2 separate regions of the Mus musculus genome follow, and region 2 is linked to region 1. Evidence: chromatin contacts called from public promoter capture Hi-C data. All regions are on one chromosome and are shown on one strand. The core of a region is the stretch at or near the end of the contact, and the rest is flanking DNA. Distances in the headings are between cores, read along the strand shown.

Region 1 (4,701 bases), core at 1,208-3,707:
TTTGGAGGCATTGGAGTGAAGAAAAATAAACCTTTGTGTTTATGCACTTGATTCTAGAAGAAAAGCCCAATAAACAGAAATCAGATACTTGCCGGGTTGGAGCAGTGTTCTGAGTAGGTTTTTCAGGGAAGTCCTGAGGGAAAAGAGACTGGGTCTATTTTCTGGGTCTATATGTAAAATGAGGGTAATTCTATCTATTGTGTATCACCAGCATCCAAGGCTAGAAGAAAGTTGAGGCTCATGGTTCCAGATTAGTTCATGACCTGCATGGCAGCTGGCAAGAATGACACTGGAACAGAGCTGAGATCTTATATCTGATCCACAGGCATGAGATAAGACACCCAAGTGGGAATGGTGTGGGTTTTAGAAAATTCCAATCCCATCCCTGGGGCTTCTGATAAGGCCACACCTCCCGATCCTTCCAAACAGTTACACCAACTTAGGACCATGCATTCAAATATATGAGTATATGGGATTATTCTCATTCAAGCCATCGCAGGAAGTAAGGGGCTTCTAGGCAGGAAACATGAAGGAGGTCATGCCACTAGAGCATAAAGGAAAATGGCAGTTAGGGACCCAAAGTCTCTCAGGCAAGCTAAGGAGTGAATTCTAAATGTGATGGGGAATATCTTTGATGGACATTGCAGCTCATGCATGTATGTATCCAGGAAGATCAAACCCAGTCTGGGCTACAGTATGAGATGAGACCTTGCCTCAACTACCTTCTATATTCCCTCAAAAAGAAAAAAGAGTGACAGTAACTTACCCTTAAGATCATTCTGGTTCTTTTGACTGTAGGACTTCCAAAGTGGTAAAGCACAGAGAGCCAGATGGACTGGATCTGTGACTCACTGAAGGGTAGAGCCAATCAGACAGTGCAGTGTGCTAAAGACCATAATGATACCACAAGTGCATATCTTGGCATAATGGGAATACTGAGGAGGGGCCCTTTTACCTATCTGTGGAGAGAACTGTTGAAGGCTATAGCAAAGTGAGTCAGGTCAACTAAGTGACTGAAGAGAAGAGCCAGATAAACTGGCAGATCTGAATTCCTGGGCGAGAAAGGCAAGGACTGATAACCTCTAGGTGGTGGTCATGGCTACTACTGGCCACCTCCAATGGGTTCAGCCTGGCTCAGTCATTTCCTTCAATCTTCAGCAAGCCCCTAAGATTAGTACAATTACTAGCCCTTTTTCTAGATGGAGATACTGACATGACCAGAATCATTTAACTATAAGTGTTGTGCAGGGGCTCCAGTTCTGCACTCTGGAGTCCTGCTGAACACCACACATACTCTAGGCACACATTCAAGTCCCATCTATCCTGACACTGAGAGAAGGTAGGAAAGCCCTATTTGACTCTAGTTGATTTGGCTTTTAACCAAAGTGGATTTGACCCGTTGATGCAAAAACAAAAACAACAACAAAAAAACAAAAAACCAAAAACCAAAAAACAAAAAACCTCTCTTATCTTAAAAAAAATAAGATAATAAGAGTTTATTCTGGAGCTATTTTAAGTCATCAGAGCCTGGGAACACAGGTTTAGGTTACTCCAAATCTTACATTCCCGTGTGAAAGCCATTTCACAAAGTTTGTTATAGTTTTACAGTACGGAGAAAGTCACAAATCAAGGAAAGCTTTAAAATACATTGGTGGGTACATCAGAGAGGCAGAGGTACATCATTATGCAGGAAGCTTTCACATAAGGTCAAGATGCTATTTGATGCCATCCTTAACTTTTGATTTGGTAGAAGCTAGTTGTCTGCCAAATCATCAATAAATTCTAAAAGGTTTTATCTGTTGTCATGAGAAGTTAGTTCTGACACAGAGGTGGACAAGGAATGGCTGCTCTGGAGGGCCAGAACTTAGTCAAGGTAATTCGCCTCTAGGCCATAACTTTCTAGTCTCTCCACAGTACTGAAATTTTTGTCAACAAAATCAGTTTCTGAACTCCTTTCAGTTTTCATCACAGACCCAATGCTAGAAAGAAACCGGTTAAAACCTAACCGGTCTGGCTGAGAGTTTGGTACACTCTACTCAGATCCAACTTTTCCACACTTGCTTCAATAATATACACTTTTGGAAATCTCAATACTTTTTAATAAATGGCATGATAATTTTATTTTTCACTGCACCATGAAAATTATGTAACTGGCTCTGGCTTGACCCAACTCGTGTACATTTGACTTTGTATACAACAGTTTTCAGGGGTAATGTGCGCCTGATAAGCGCAGGCGTGACGGTAGAAAATCTCTTGCATCAGTTACACTGTCTTCTTTCTTACAGGGTCTCCGCCCCAAGTGGAGACTGGAAGTGGGAGTGAACGCCTCTGTACCCGGACCCTTCGGATTCTTCTAACTTGAGGAAAGGAAGTAGAAGAACTTGGCCTATAGCAGGGGAGCGTTCGGGTTCTGGGGCGGGACACGCTGATAGGCTCCACCCCTTGCGCTGCAAAGCAAACGGGGCCTGCATCACACTCGGGTTTGTTCAGAGAAGAGGAGGAGGCGCTTGCTGGCGTTGCCAAGGGCGTAGTGGCGCCGCTGTCCAAATGGAACCCAACCTGCAGTTCTGGATTTCCGAACGCCAAGTACTCCGGGGCTGGGTGTTGGGGGCGGGAGGCTGGCCTGACCAGCAAGACCTTGACAGGCTGCCCTGCGTCATCATGACTTTCCTCTCAGAGATCCTGTAGTGCGGAGGGAAAAACAACCCCTTCAGTGGTCTCCGCTCTTGCATCTCTTACTTAGGTCCTAGGCTGGGTTGTAGAAGGCCACAAAGTCACTCTCATCCGATGTAGGGCCTCACTAAGGAGTTCCAGTCCTCAGTGGGACTGCCCTTGCCCGGGTTCCTAGGTTTGCTTAAATCAGCCATTTGGATTAAGACCACACATACACCCTGCTTTAAGCAGGTTAGAGACTGGGAAGTCACTGTTGGGTAGTGCTTCTAGTAATCATATTAAAAAGTTTTAAAAGAAGCAACTATCAATCTTTTTTGTTGTTTTTGTTTTGTTTTTTTCGAGACAGGGTTTCTCTGTATAGCCATGGCTGTCCTGGAACTCACTCTGTAGACCAGGCTGGCCTCTGCCTCACAAGTGCTGGGATTAAAGGTGTGCAACACCACTGCCCGGCACAACTATCAATCTTAATAACATAATTAGTCCAAGCAATGCCAAATAACATTTCAACATGTAATAAAAAATAGATTCTACGATTCTACCTTTTTTTTTTTTTGGTACAAAGACTTCGAAGTCCAGTGTGTAACCTGTGCAGGCAGTCTGGCCCAATTTCACTTCTTGCATATCCTCATGGAGCCTCAAGGCTCTAAATACTGTTAGAGGCCTTGACCTTAAACTAAGCTTAGCCCACCCCTGTTCATGGAAATCCAGAACTTAAGGCTGGAGCTGTTTCGAAAATGGACAGCTTGTTGGAGCAAAACACACCTCTTTCACATGTGAGCTGATCTGTAACCCTAGCAAAGCCCTTGTTGGGCTGCCTGCCTTACTGCTATAGTTAAGCCTTATAGTAGCAGAGAAAGCCAGACAACAGTCAGGTGTTTCTAGGTCATTACCTTGAGGTCATATGGGGATATAAAGAGAAAATATGAATCCCAAATTCTAGCTTTTAATTCTGAAATGAAACTCTATCCCAAGTGGTTAGAGGAGATACATTTTGTAAAAGTCAGATTACTTACAGTTCTTTAGTAAGTATGCCCCCACCAAAGTGAACTGTGACTACCTTGTTAAGCCTTATTTCTTTTAACTTCTCTCTGGTGTGTCTCTTTCTCACCATCTTTAGGCCTTTTTTCGAAGATTTTGTCAGTGGATGGATTTATTAGATCCTGTAAACATGTTTATTTCAATTGTAAGTATGGTTTTGTTTTAAGAAGTAATGAATTTCGTGCTTTATTTTGAAATTTGAAATAATAGCCCAGTCCATGTGTGTGTGTGTGTGTGTGTGTGTGTGTGTGTGTGCGCGCGCGTGTGTAGAATATTATATTTTGTATTTTTTGAGTGAGGTTTTTGGGTTGGAAGAATGATAAGTCAAACATAAGTCTGTTGAGCAGAGGATACCATACCTGGGCTGGATGCTGCTGATTCCAAGTTAACCCAGACCAGTCTTCCAGCCAGGAGTCAGTTGCTTGCCATAGAAGCTGAGGGAGGATTGTGAATTCGAGCCATTTGGGCTACGTAATAAGTTGTTTCAAACAAAATCCATCCAACAAGACTATGACAGAGCTAGTCCCTTTCTTAACCAAGGTTAAGAGTTAGGAGACGTGGGGGGGAGGGTATGGGGGACTTTTGGGATAGCATTGGAAATATAAATGAGGAAAATACCTAATTAAAAAAAAAAAAGAGTTAGGAGACTCTCTGGATGGAGTGTCTAGAAGAAAAGGAGTCAGGAAAAGGAGATGTAAGTAGAGGCCGAGGCTCAGGGGTGGACCCTCCCTCAGTTTCTAGTCTAGGGGGTCTAGGCATATTTGCAGGGTCTCATAAGCTGGTGCTGTTCCTACAGAGCCAAGTGATGAGGTTTGTGTGCCAAGTGGTCTGTTGTTATTTCTGGGTAAGGTGTTTTATTGTATAATTACTCTTTGTGTTTTATTTATTTTCCTAAAAATTAAAATAAAAAAAAAGAGGTAAGGAACAACACTGAACCAGCTAGCTATGGAAGTGGGTGAGAGGTTAGGGATTGCCAGGGCTCTGGTTAGG
Region 2 (4,701 bases), core at 960-3,459, 380 kb before region 1:
TATAAGTCTGAAGCTCGACCAGAATATTACATTCAGATCCAACACCTCTCTTGTGTGTGTGTCTGTCTGTCACCCCATCCAACTCTTTGTCCATCTGCTTGAGAAACTCTTTTCACGCAGACAAAGGAGCCCAGAGGGTCTGCGGCAAGAATATGGTGCAAGAACATTGCTGGTTTGAGGGCAAACTTTTACATCAACTTTGGAAATCAATTTGGGGTTTTCTCAGAAAACTGGGAATAGTTCTACCTAAAGACCCATCTATACCACTCCTGGGCATGTCCCAAAATGATGTACCAGTATACCTCAGGGTCACTTCCTCAACAATATTCACACCCACCTCATTTGTAATAGCCAGAAACTAAAAACAACCTAGATGTTCATCATGTGAAGAATGGATAACGAAAATGTGGTATATCTATATGACAGAATACTTTTCAGTTGTTTAAAACAAAGACATCTTTAATTTTGCAGACAGATGGATGGAACTTGAGAATATCATCCTGAATGAGATAATCCAGACCCAAAAGGACATGCATGGTTTGTATTCACTTAGAAGTGGATATTAGTAATAAAGTACAGGATACCCACACTACACTCCATTGTCCCAAAGAATCTAAACAAGAGGGAAGTCCCAAGAGAGAATGCTTGAATACACTTTAGAAAGGGAAATACAATAGTCATGGGAGGCAGATGGTGGGAGAAAACTGGGTGCAAGAGGGATGGGGTGGGAAATAGGGGGTTCATGATCAGATGTGGGAGAGATAGTACAGAGGAGCAGAGGGCCAGGAGAATGAATGAAAATCTTCAGCTTGTGGGGATAATGGAGTAAGGGGCATCTTAAATCTTGCCAGAGATCATGAAGGGGTGAGGCTCCCAGAAATAAATTGTGGTGAACTTCACTGTGACTTATAGCTTTGGGAATATGGAACTGCAGAGGCCACCTCCTATAGCTGGAAAGAAACCCCATTGGAGTGATAGGGACATCAACACACCCTCAAAACTTTGCACACAAAATTTACTTTGTCCACAAGAAATACATGCATGGGCAATGGACCAGAAACTGAGGGAATGGCCATCCAATAACCAGCCCAACTTGAGACCCATCTTATGGGCAAACACCAATTCCTGACACTATTTTTAAAAGATTTATTTATTGATTTATTGATTGCATATGAGCACACTGTAGATGTACAGATGGTTGTGAACCATCATGTGGTTGATGGGAATTGAACTCTGGCTCTGCTCACTCCAGCCCTGCTCGCTCCAGCCCAAAGATTTATTTATTGAATCTAATTACACTGTATCTGTCTTAATACACACCAAAAGAGGGTGCCAGATCTCATTATGGTTGGTTGTGAGCCATCATGTGGTTGCTGGGATTTGAACTCAGGATATTTGGAAGAGCAGTCAGTGCTCTTAACTGCTCAGTCATCTCTCCAGCCCAATCCCTGACACTACTAATGATGCTTCATTATACCTGCAGACAGGAGTCTAACATAACTGTACTTCAAGAGGCTCCATCTAGCAGCTGACAAAAACTGATGCAGAGACTCACAGCTAAACATTGGATGGAGCTTCAGGACTATTGTGGAAGAGTTGGGAGAAAAATTGAGGGCCTTGATAGAGATAGAAAGTCCACAGACAGACCAGCAGTGTCAACTAACTTGGACTCTTGGGGACTGTCAGAGATGGAACCATCAACCAAAGAGCACTCACAGACTAGACTTAGGCCTCCTGCACATATGTAGCAGATGTGCAACTTGGCATGTGCACTTCCCAACAACTGGAACAGAGATTATCTCTAACCCTTTTGCATGTCTGGGGACTACGCTTCCCGAACTGCATTGAGTTGATGTGCCAGGGTCAGGGGGCCGCCATCTTATCAATGGAGAAGTGGAGATAAGGGGGAGGACTGTGTGAGAGGGCTCAGGGGAGGGGAGAGCAAGTTGGGATGTAAAGTGAATTTAAAAAGTACTCCATTCACCAGAGTGTCAGATTCCCATGCCATCCTGAAACAAAGGACACTAATATCATCCTACTTCAAGGGATAGAGTGAGGAGATTATGGCCTGTTTGAGGTTGAACAGTATTAAGTGTTACCCTCCCATTTTAAATGGAGGCCAATGACATTCCTCCAGGGAGCATGAGTGCCTGGAACATTGAGATAGAATCTGCAGTGTCAGATGAGGAACTTTGTTCAGAATAGAAACGTTGAGAAAGAAGAAGTGGTGAGTTTTAGATGCAGACAGTTAAGTGGGAGGGGCTGACTCTTCTAGCAATGAGGAAGTAAGAAAATGAAATAGCAAGCAATGAATGAAACACATTGGGAGAGGCCTAAGCTTCCTTCAATGCAGCAAATATGTCTTGGGAACATTTCTCCAACCTCCTTCTCGGGGGACCTTCTGTCTTGTAATGGTCCTGTTCACTTTTTAGTCAATCCAGGAAAAGTATGGTTCTCTGTAGGTCTTATTTCCCCACTCTTACTTCTGACATTAACTTCTAAGACTTTTGTCCTAACGTGTTCCTATTGCTGTCCCCTGGCAGCTGTGCTCTCTGGAAAGTTGGCTCTTCGACCTCTTGAACTACATACAGGTTTCTCAGTGTACACCAGGTTTCCAGTTTTTGTGAGCTGTCAACTATTCTGAGTTTGAATGTGTTGAGGCAGCTCTCATTAGGTGTTTTTTGTTCCTGAAAACAACTGCTAATCCCCATTTCTCTAAATAATGCCACAAAACTCCATGCTTCACCTATTTGATTGTTGGTGTTATTCTTACTTTGCTCTGTCATCAGCTTCATGCCTAGCATGAATAGATGATTGTTCACAACTACCCATAAATGGTTCTATATAAAGGCTTGACTTACTATTTGTGTGCTGAACTCTGAATTTCCTTAGTGGCTGTGTATAAAGGATGGAAATTGAAAGCCACCCCTAAAGCAAGGATATCACATATAAACTAATATCACCTTCCTAAGTTACTAATGTAGCTCCCTGGGATCCAGATGCATTCTGACTGGAGTATGTTGGTACCAAACTCATTGACCACAGTGCAGTTTTCCCTTTCTGTACCTTTCAGCACCTCTAACATTCTGTGACACAGCAAACATCATCTTCACCAGTGAATAAGCATGTTGCTTGCGGCTAAACTTATCTCGTCCAAAATTAATAACTAAGTTAATCAGGTTTTATTTGTACTGACACAGAATCAAGTATTAAATTATAAAATCAGAAAGTGAACTGATAGATATAGAAGGGGGAAATACAGCTTGAGATTGATATTTTGTTGTTGTTGTTGTTAATTAGTTGATGTTGAAATGGAGATCATATCTTGGATTATCAGCATGGGCTACTATCTGCTATCCTTCCAGGGATGGATACAGCATGAGTTTCAAGCTGAAACAGATACTTAGATGGGAGAATATGTCTATTTGTAAAAGTGGGAGTTAGTCTATTTTAGTTTTACTGTGAACATCAGAGAATAAGCAGAGCTATCTAAGTACCCATCTGCAAATAGAGCACAGGGCATACAGACATACTAAAACTCTGTTGGGGCCCTGACACTACCACATCTACCATAGTGGAGGAAGTTTCCATGAAGTCATCCTTTATGACACTATGTCCAGGAAATGGACAGCATTAGACTCTTTTCTTTTCTTTCCTTTCCTTTAAATTTTATTTTTATTTGTAATTCATTTTTTACAGTCCAGATTCCATTCCTGCCCCCCCCCCCACCATCCACCCTCCAACTGCTCCACATCCCATACCTCCTCTCCACCCCACCCTGTCTCCACGTGGATGCCCCCACCCCACCAGACCTCTAAACTCCGTAGGGCCTCCATTCTCTTGAGGGTTAGATGCATCATCTCTGAATGAACACAGACCTGGAAGTCCTCTACTGTATGTGTGTTCGGGGCCTCATATCAGCTGGTGTATGCTGTCTGTTTCATGGCCCAATGTTTGAGAGATCTCAGGGGTCCAGGTTAATTAAGACTGCTGGTCCTCCTACAGGATCATCCTTCTCCTCAGCTTCTTTCAGCCTTCCCTAATTCAACAACAGGGGTCTGTCCGTTGGTTGGGTGCAAATATATGCATCTGACTCTCTCAGCTGCTTGTTGGGCCTTTCGGAGGGCAGTCATGATAGGTCCCTTTTTGTGAGCATTCCATAGCCTCAGTAATAGCGTCAGGCCTTGGGGCCTCCCCTTGAAACAGCAAACACTTAACACTATCTTTTTTTTTCTTTTCCATTTTTATTAGGTATTTAGCTCATTTACATTTCCAATGCTATACCAAAAGTCCCCCATAGCCACCCACCCCCACTCCCCTACCCACCCACTCCCCCTTTTTGGCCCTGGCGTTCCCCTGTACTGGGGCATATAAAGTTTGCGTGTCCAATGGGCCTCTCTTTCCAGTGATGGCCGACTAGGCCATCTTTTGATACATATGCAGCTAGAGTCAAGAGCTCCAGGGTACTGGTTAGTTCATAATGTTGTTCCACCTATAGGGTTGCAGATCCCTTTAGCTCCTTGGGTACTTTCTCTAGCTCCTCCATTGGGAGCCCTGTGATCCATCCATTAGCTGACTGTGAGCATCCACTTCTGTGTTTGCTAGGCCCCGGCATAGTCTCACAAGAGACAGCTACATCTGGGTCCTTTCGATAAAATCTTGCTAGTGTATGCAATGGTGTCAGCGTTTGGATGCTGATTA

The links. Promoter capture Hi-C pulls out the DNA fragments that hold promoters and counts their contacts.
Region 2: a promoter capture Hi-C map of pre-B cells shows a contact between it and region 1. The contact joins the enhancer-like site here to the promoter of Sfxn4 in region 1. A contact is called at or near these places in 14 of 39 promoter capture datasets (the 3T3-L1 cell line, the C10 cell line, the HPC-7 cell line and 8 more), 15 of 484 Hi-C or Micro-C datasets (B cells, the Ba/F3 cell line, CD4 T cells and 9 more), 10 of 115 datasets of contacts at active chromatin or transcription factors (acute myeloid leukemia, astrocytes, bone marrow-derived macrophages and 4 more) and 4 of 9 other capture datasets (adipose tissue, liver, macrophages and 1 more).

What each region holds. Positions count from the first base shown.
Region 1 is chr19:60,859,184-60,863,884 of GRCm38.p6, reverse strand. It overlaps Sfxn4 (sideroflexin 4), which reads left to right and starts at 2,457. Exons shown (of 14, transcript NM_053198.4): 1 at 2,457-2,586; 2 at 3,791-3,856. The coding sequence starts at 2,548.
Region 2 is chr19:61,242,434-61,247,134 of GRCm38.p6, reverse strand. No RefSeq gene overlaps it. Among named protein-coding and RNA genes, the nearest start is that of Csf2ra, 16 kb to the right of the region's middle. Within about 2 kb of position 2,209, at least 87 of the 459 cell types and tissues checked have an H3K27ac peak or open chromatin away from gene starts, as enhancers often do. A contact at or near this core is called in B cells, the Ba/F3 cell line, the HPC-7 cell line and 9 more, where this site is marked.